3 separate regions of the Drosophila melanogaster genome follow, and all the other regions are linked to region 3. The links are chromatin contacts, called in public Hi-C maps. All regions are on one chromosome and are shown on one strand. The core of a region is the stretch at or near the end of the contact, and the rest is flanking DNA. Distances in the headings are between cores, read along the strand shown.

Region 1 (2,700 bases), core at 44-2,543, 740 kb before region 3:
TCTCCTTGCGCTTCTTCAAGGGGAAGAATCTCTGGTTCTTCAGCTGGTTCCGATCTTGGGGGGGCCCTTAGTCTCCTCGGTCTGCTCCATATGCGAATTGTGTCGTGAGACTCGCTGCAACTTTGACCCCCTTCAGTGGGCAAGTGATTCAATGTTGCACGCATCGTTTGGCTACGGGTGAATAGCTCTAGAACCCTTGGGAAAATCAGAGGAACTACGACTGACACTTGGGGGACACTCCCCCTTATTTAAAATAAACATCAAGGTAGTGGTAAAGCTTGTTCTAATCAGCTTACAAAGCCATTATTTGAATGCAATATTTAAAATAATGGTTGTGTTTTTAAAAAATGAGAGTTTTGCAGCTGCATTAGTTTCTGTTTCTTTTCAATGTGCCCGCCTCAGTTGCCCTGCTCCAAATGGCCATCGCCGTAGAAGTCGCCACACTTGCCCCCAAATCTAGTTGCAGTTTGCATGTTTGCCGGCACTTTCGATCCAATAGAGCTCCCCTCTTCCCCAATTTGCCCGCCTTGGAAACTTATGCACATCTTGTCGGCACATAAATTCTCATTACAAGTGGAAACGATGACGATGACAACGACTTGGCCTATGGCACTGAACTTTTGTGCTTAATTTTTTCGATATGCAATAAATTGAGAATGCCCAATGGGGATGGTTGGGGATAGCCAGTGGATGTCGATCGCGGATGGGAGATTCCTTGGGTTGACCCTTGTACCTCTAGGTATAAGTTAGGTGAGTTCTTTCGATGTCACTATCAGATGAGGCAATATATTACCATCTTTGCTATTTGATCGAAGGCATTAATAATACAATTAAATTGTATAGACTTTCGGATTGCAGATCCATGTGGGAGGTCAAAAGACATGTTGACCACGCTAGTCCAACAACCTCAACTAATATTCTGTTTCTAAGCCGTTGTGCCCCCTCTGCAAATATATATTCAATCAACTGGTGCTGCATTTATTACAGACGAGTTTTAAACCTGTGCACACACACAATTTCCAAGGGCCGTGGATATATGTTAGTTAAACAGGATGGAGAAGGAAGTCCAAGCAGCATCACTACTCTGCTGGCCGGATGAGCATTAATTGCGTTGATTGTCATCGCTGCTTGCTGCTTGTTGATGTTGCTGCTGTTGCTGATGTTGCTGCTGATGCTGATGCTGATGTTGCTGTTGCTGTTGTCGCTCTGCGTGCAATTGTTGCAAAAAGCTGCGGGCTGCGAATTGCAGTCGGTTCATTGGACTGGCGCAGTCAGCTTGCAACTTGCAACGTCAGTCGCATGCGCCGATGTCTAGGTAAAAGTTCTATGTTGCTGTTGCTGTGGCTTTTGCTGTTGTTGGTGTTGTTGTTGTTGATGTTGTTGTTTTGCTTTTTAGACACAATTTCCGGGTCATTGACTTGAAGCATTTCTTCATTGAATTGCGTATGTGACTGCAACTGTGTGGGTTAGTCCCGCGTTCTCAGTGTGAGTGTATATATGTGCAGCAACACGATCAATAAACGAGACAAGCAGCAACAACAACACCAGCAAGCACTACACCAATAACAACAACGACAACAACAGTAAAGAACACCAACAACATTGACAACCACACCAACAACAATCACAACAAACACTACACCAACAATAGCAACAACACCAATATCAACAACAACAGAAACAACAACAGAAACAACAACAACATACACGCACAACGACGACGGCGAGTTAGAAGAAATACGATAAAAAAAACAGAGACGAAGCAAGCGAAGAACTTTTATATTACCAAAGAGTGCTTTCAGAAAGTGCACTGAAAAAAAATCTATTTTAGATCAGAAGGATTAGTGCAATATTTGTAAAACCGTAATAGATCGATAATACAAAACCTTTATTGAATAAAAAAATTGACTACTTTATGATTATGCAAACTTATATCCAAACAAATCTCATTTTCTCTCTCTGTAGAAAGGGGGGAAGTGTTGAAGAAAGGGGCGGTACGGTGGGTGCTGAAGGGGTGTTGTTGTTCTGTTTACGACTTTGCCTCGATTTTTGTTGGAGGACGAATGCGTGTGCAGTGCAAGAGCAGAAAAACACAACAACCAACAACCCAGTGGAGGAACAACACAAGCAAAAACAACTGCACAACGTGCACAGTTAAAGAAAAAGGCCAAAGAATATGGTGGCACGAAAGGACGACTATCAGAATACTCATGTTTCATATTTTTAAAATTCCTTTTTGTGTTAAATGCATTTTCCATCAAATAGCTTCTCTTAATTTCTAGTAAACTTAATGTGTGAGCTTTTTGATCTGGCACAAACACCGTGTCAAAAGTATATACCCAATGACCCTTTCTGCCGGTTTTTCTAGGGTATGCAAACAACAACAACAAACACAGAGGCAACGAACGCAGATAAAACCATGCAACCGGCAAGGTAACAGCCCCAGAAGCGAACGAAAACCTCCGCTAGCCACCTGCCCCTGCCCCGCCCCACGCCTTTTCCCCGCCCCCTGATCACCACCACTTTGCTCCCCCCTCCCGTCAAGCAGGTAACCTGATCGCCACAAAACAGAAGAAACAGAACGGAGAGTGAGGAGGAGAAGCCGGAGCCAGCATATCAGGAGACGTAGTCTCTTCCCAGAGAGCACTGCTCGAAATTGGATACCCTTTTCAAAGTAACACGAATGTATTCTAAAATTGA
Region 2 (2,700 bases), core at 99-2,598, 970 kb before region 3:
TGGCCCACACTTGTTTTACTTAACGTTTTATATCTATGTATGTATGTACGTATATGCACATGGCCCTCGAGGAGGTTTTCGGATGTGCTAGATCCGGCGAATTCGTTTAATTCTCAGTGTAAACTACCATGTATGTAAACAATACGGAAATCAATAAATACTTGTGACCCTCTGGTTTGATACGAATTGCGTTTTCATGTGGAAGTAGTTTAGGAACGAGCCAAGAAAGCTAAATAGCTAAGTAGACCGTCGTTTCCATTATGTTTAAACATCTCATAGTGATCACGTTTTATTGATCTAATTACCATTTAACAAACCGACTTCGGATTACTTCTTGGCTGGAGCCTGTGGCGGAACTACCTCGGCGGGGGGATTAGCGTTGCGGAAGTTGGGGAACTGTTCCCAAGGCGCCGACAAGTCAAACTTCCTGAACTCCTGGGCCAACTCCAAGGGCTCGCAGACGACTCGCTTCTTCTCATCATCGTAGCGCAGCTCTACGTAGCCGGACAGCGGGAAGTCGCGGCGCTGGGGATGTCCCTCAAAACCGTAATCGGTCAGGATGCGGCGCAAGTCGGGATGGTTGGCAAAGAACACGCCGTACATGTCCCAGATCTCACGTTCGTACCAGTTGGCCGCCTTATGCACCTCGCAGGCGGAGTCCAGAGGAGTCAGCTCATCGGTGTAGGTCTTAACGCGGATGCGCGAATTGTAGCGCAGCGAGAGCAAATTGTAGACCACCTCGAATCGGTTCTTGCGACAGGGCACATCCACGCCGGCAATGTCAACCAGGTTGGTAAACTGCGCCTGATGATGATCCTTAAGGAACTGCAGCACGGGCACCACGCCCTCTGGCGCAATAAGCACCTCCAGCTCATCGCCGGCGGTCAGCTGCACCTTCTGCACGTACTTGGGCAGGCACTCGGCCACATAGCGCCCGAAATCGGAGAGATGCGAGCGAGCGACTGCGTCCGGCTGGCGGACAGTGGCTGTGGGTGGAATGTCTTACATGTAATTGACACCGCGATAAAGTCGACTTTTACCTACGCTTATCCGCCTTCTTAGGCTCCACTGGCGTTGTACTGGCCATCCGAAGAGCAGTGGATCCAGCAGCGGGCACCACTGATTGTTGAAGGGTTAGAATAGATCAGTTGAAGCTCTAGAGGCAAGGCATTTACCAACCATGTTTGGCCGACAGAGCGGCGACTGCGGCACGGGCACCCAGATTCCTGATTAAGGCCGCCATTCTACAAACTGTTCAATATAAATTCAACAATTTGCTCCGTTTTTGACAATTTATGTAATGCTAAAATGTCAATATAGTTGTTGGAGCCTAGGGTTGTCAGTGCGCCAAATTAATCTACTCGACAGCCCTACTTCGGTATTTTGACAATTTCGGTACAACACAAATACCGCACATACATTATTGTATTTCGTGTACGTTAACACCGAATTATTCTTCATTAAAAACCTCAACATTTTTTTGGAATATTTGCTTAAATGATTTATATAAAAAATAAATATACCCTACTACTTGATTTATTATTTAATTAAAAATACCAACACGTTCCTTGAAGTACAGCAGATGGAAAACATTTACAATTATTCTTCATTACCAACCACAAAACTTTTCTAGAATATTTGGTTAAATGATTTTTAAAAAAAAGAAATGTACCCTACTACTTCATTTATTATTTCATTAAAAATACCAACACGTTCCTTGAAGTACATCTCATGGAAAACATACCGAAATACCGAGATCTTAGGTGCATTCGACTACCCTGGCTGAAAACTGTGACAACGCGTTGCGTTTGGAATTGCGAGAATTGAAAACTTCTTGGAAATCAATTGGAAATCAAAACACAACAAGATGGTAAGTGAAACGCGTCCTCCCAAATCCCCGGGATAAGTGAAATTTAAATCTACAATCGTCGCCGTTTGCAGAATCATCTTAAGTGGATGGGCCACTCATCCACGATAATGGACATCCAGCGCTCGCTGCGTAATGATAATCAGCACTGCGAGGTGGTGCTGGCCTCCAGGGACGGCGTTCGAGTGCGCGCCCATCTATTCGTGCTAAGCACTTGCAGCGAACTGATGCGCAACCTCCTGGTGGACGTTCCGCGCGGCCAGGAGGCAACCATAATGCTGCCCGACATCCGCGGAGATTTGCTGGAGTGCATGCTGTCCTTCATTTACATGGGCGAGACTAGCCTGCCCTCCGCGTCGCTCCCCGAGTTCCTGGAGGCCATTAACCTCCTCGGCATCAAATCTGCCATCAGCTTTGAGTGCAATCCATCGGCTAGTCCACCCAGTGTCGATGTAGAGAACCATTCGTTAGCCGTGGAGTCGGCCAAGTCCATTACAGGACTCCAAATCGCTGAGGCCGAGCTGCTGGACGACGAGGAAGAGCCACATCCGATGGTCTCCGTCCCAGCCACTACACTCGCGGGTTCTCAACACCAGCCCAGCCATTCCAGTCGGTCATTGGAGTACATTGATGTCTACGAGCCGCCGAAGATCACCTACTCCATCGAGCACATGGACGGAAGTTCCAGCGGCAACCAATTTATACTCACCGAGAACACGGGCACTTTCACCATAACGCAGTCAGCATCGAGTTTGTCCAAAATTGAGGCAGATGAAACGGGTACCAGTGGCGCTGAAGTGGACCTGGGCGATGATGACGTGGATGCGGACCTT
Region 3 (2,700 bases), core at 192-2,691:
TGTTTTGCATTCTCACAATGATTTAGTCAAATATGACTATACATATTTTTAAAATTTGTATAATTAGAGTTGGACTTGCCATCTAAAATCAAGCTAGACCTTAAGTGTAGATAACATTTTGATCTTTTAGGTGTTAATTGAAGATGCTTTGAGTTTTTAATAACCCACTTTAGTGGGTAACATCTAGACAGTTTAGAAACTACAGTGATTTAAAGCGTGTCACTGGGTGAGAATAGATAAGAAGATTTTCTTATTAGAAAAACAGCTATGAAAGACTTGCAATAGACCAGTGACGGTTAAAATCGCGATAAGGCGGACTATGGGTCTTATTTGTTAGTGAGATCATGCGGCAAACATTCGGAGCATTCGTTTTGGAGGCGGAACAGAACGGGGCGTGGCTGTGGAAGACTTTGGAGCAGCCTGAATGGAATGCCAACTACCTTGAGAGTCGTCTTCACTGGCGGAGATTTGACCGCCCACCTGGGCGAACCAATGCAAGGTTGCGCCGGCGCTGCAGCCCGAGATCTTGGCAGGTGCGAATGCGTGGGCTGTGGTTCGAGTTATAGGTGATGTTAAAGCGATTACATATAGTGCGTATGTGTGATATACATTGGTGCCGATTTTATGTAACTCGCAAGATAATCCGCATAGAAGGCTTACCTTTTCGCTCGGCGCTGCCCTCGCGACTTTCGGGTCGCTTGGCTGTGTTTTCCACTGCAAAAGAAGTACGAGAAAAATGGACGATTGAGTTTCGCTGCGATTTTCCGGAGTTTTACACGGACTTTTGGCTTTCGTGTGTGGGGAAAATCAATTGCCGTTGCGTTTTGGCAAAAAGGAAAGGTGACAAGAAGGCGAAAGAGCGAGGAAGGAGGGGGACACAAAAACACACACACACACGCACGAACACAAGCGCACGGCAGCAGCTGCGATGACGAAGCGAGAGAGACAGTGAGAAGTACGAGAAAATAATGTATGTTTCCCTCTCTCTTGTTCCAACGACTTTTCCGACTGGAACTTATTTATAAACTCAAAACTCCGGTTCGGAATCGGGGAACTCGAAATACATATATCCCCCATTTCTAGGGGGCAGACACTTTTGGCTTCTCGGCTTTTCTCTTCTTTTCTTTTCTGTGCCTCTCGCCTCGCTGTTTTTTTTCTTCGTTTTTCTCTCTTCACTCCGTTTTTGCTTTTTGGCCGTGGTGTGAGTGCCGTTTTGCTGCGCAGTCGACCAGCACTTTTTGGCCACTGAAAACGCCCCGAAAACGCGTAGATCCTGGCCGATTTTCGACGCGGGGGCATTCGTCCTTCGATTTCGCACTCTCAGCGGGTTGTTTTCAATGCGTACCTTCTGGATTAGTCGAAATATTTCCGTGTTGGCCCCCAAGACTCGCCATATTTCACTTTACTTTAGCGCTGCAAACAGTGTGGCCAGCTCTGTAGTGCTGCGATAATCTACTTAATGCGACCGTACTGTTGTATAGTGGTGTGCTCTACGAAAATACTAGAAATGTTAACTAACGTATTGGTTTTTATGTATAAAAACTAACTCCGGTTTTATGTATAAAAACTAATGATCATTCGGTCCTATAAATACATTATCTAATGTTGTATGATAATTTCAGCTTCCGATACCAAGGGCGCAATAATTAACACTCCATTAGGGACGATATGCTCTAAGTGCGCTGACATAGAAATTAACATTAATCTGTTAACTAACGGTGCCCAGTTTAAAATTTAGGTACACTTGTATTCAATACTGAAAAGGACTTATTTATCTCCAATTTTATTTATCTCTGAGATTTCTTTAACCTATAGTTCATATTAAATCTAATGCTTCTCGGCGGCAATGCAGAGTTTGGCCAGAAGGGCGGTGAGCTGCAGCAGCGAGTTGATACCATCGATAATCTTCATGTGGGTGATTCCGATCTCACGGATAAAGTCCAGCTTCAAATGCTCATCGATGTTGATGCGCTTGCAGACACGGAATATGTTCGCAATGATGTCCTCCGGCGAGTATCCCAGCTTCCACAGCTTGGCCAGGATTTTGTAGGCCTTGTGTATGTCGTTAGCAGCGCAATGGTGGATCATCTCCTCTAGGAGCTTTGGGTGCGGCTCGTCGCAGACCTTAAAGACGTTCTCAGCGGTGATGTCGCCAAATCCCTGAGCGGTGGACTGCAGGTTGTTCAGTCCCTGTCGCATATCACCTTGGGCAGTGAATACGATGGCCTCAAGTCCGTCCTCCGTGTAGTTAAGCTTCTCCCACTTGGCCACCTCGATGAGCTTGGCCAGAACTTGCGCATCGGACAGCTTGGTGAATCGTAGCATGGCGCAGCGGGACTGGATAGGCTCTATGATCTTCTCGCTGGTGTTGCAGGCCAGGGCAAAACGAGTGGTGCTGCTGTAGATCTCCATGGTCCGGCGCAGTGCCTGCTGGGCACCCTCCGTCATGCTGTCCGCCTCGTCCAGAATCACAATCTTGTGCCTGCCCCGCGGCAGTGTCACCTTCTGCTGAGCAAACATCTTGATCTTGTTGCGGACCACATCGATTCCTCGTTCATTGGAGGCATTCAGCTCGAGGACAGCCTCCTTGTAGCTGTCTCCCAGGAGAATCCTGGCCAGACACTGGATGGTGGTTGTCTTGCCCACGCCAGGAGGACCCTATAGATCACAATTAGTGGCGCCAAACTAATTTTACTCCTC

What was found. A called contact is a pair of places that touch in the nucleus more often than the background predicts.
Region 1: a contact with region 3 is called in a Hi-C map of the Kc167 cell line, with 2.7 times the contacts expected there. A contact is called at or near these places in 1 of 107 Hi-C or Micro-C datasets (the Kc167 cell line) and 1 of 7 datasets of targeted methods (the Kc167 cell line).
Region 2: a Hi-C map of the Kc167 cell line shows a contact between it and region 3, with 4 times the contacts expected there. A contact is called at or near these places in 13 of 107 Hi-C or Micro-C datasets (the D17-c3 cell line, the Kc167 cell line, the ML-DmBG3-c2 cell line and 5 more) and 1 of 7 datasets of targeted methods (the Kc167 cell line).

The regions. Positions count from the first base shown.
Region 1 is chr3L:3,392,795-3,395,494 of dm6, forward strand. lncRNA:CR45737 (long non-coding RNA:CR45737) reads left to right here and starts at 1,294. Exons shown (of 1, transcript NR_124771.1): 1 at 1,294-1,813.
Region 2 is chr3L:3,158,230-3,160,929 of dm6, forward strand. It overlaps ND-30 (NADH dehydrogenase (ubiquinone) 30 kDa subunit), which reads right to left and starts at 1,349. Exons shown (of 3, transcript NM_139518.3): 1 at 1,180-1,349; 2 at 1,045-1,119; 3 at 256-986. The coding sequence starts at 1,243. The coding sequence ends at 328. It overlaps BtbVII (BTB-protein-VII), which reads left to right. Exons shown (of 7, transcript NM_139517.3): 7 at 1-179. CG15812 reads left to right here and starts at 1,762. Exons shown (of 2, transcript NM_079173.5): 1 at 1,762-1,870; 2 at 1,942-2,700. The coding sequence starts at 1,868.
Region 3 is chr3L:4,133,109-4,135,808 of dm6, forward strand. ens (ensconsin) reads right to left here and starts at 1,442. Exons shown (of 13, transcript NM_001300004.1): 1 at 1,346-1,442; 2 at 661-714. The coding sequence starts at 1,394. It overlaps RfC4 (Replication factor C subunit 4), which reads right to left. Exons shown (of 2, transcript NM_079191.3): 2 at 1,752-2,658. The coding sequence ends at 1,828.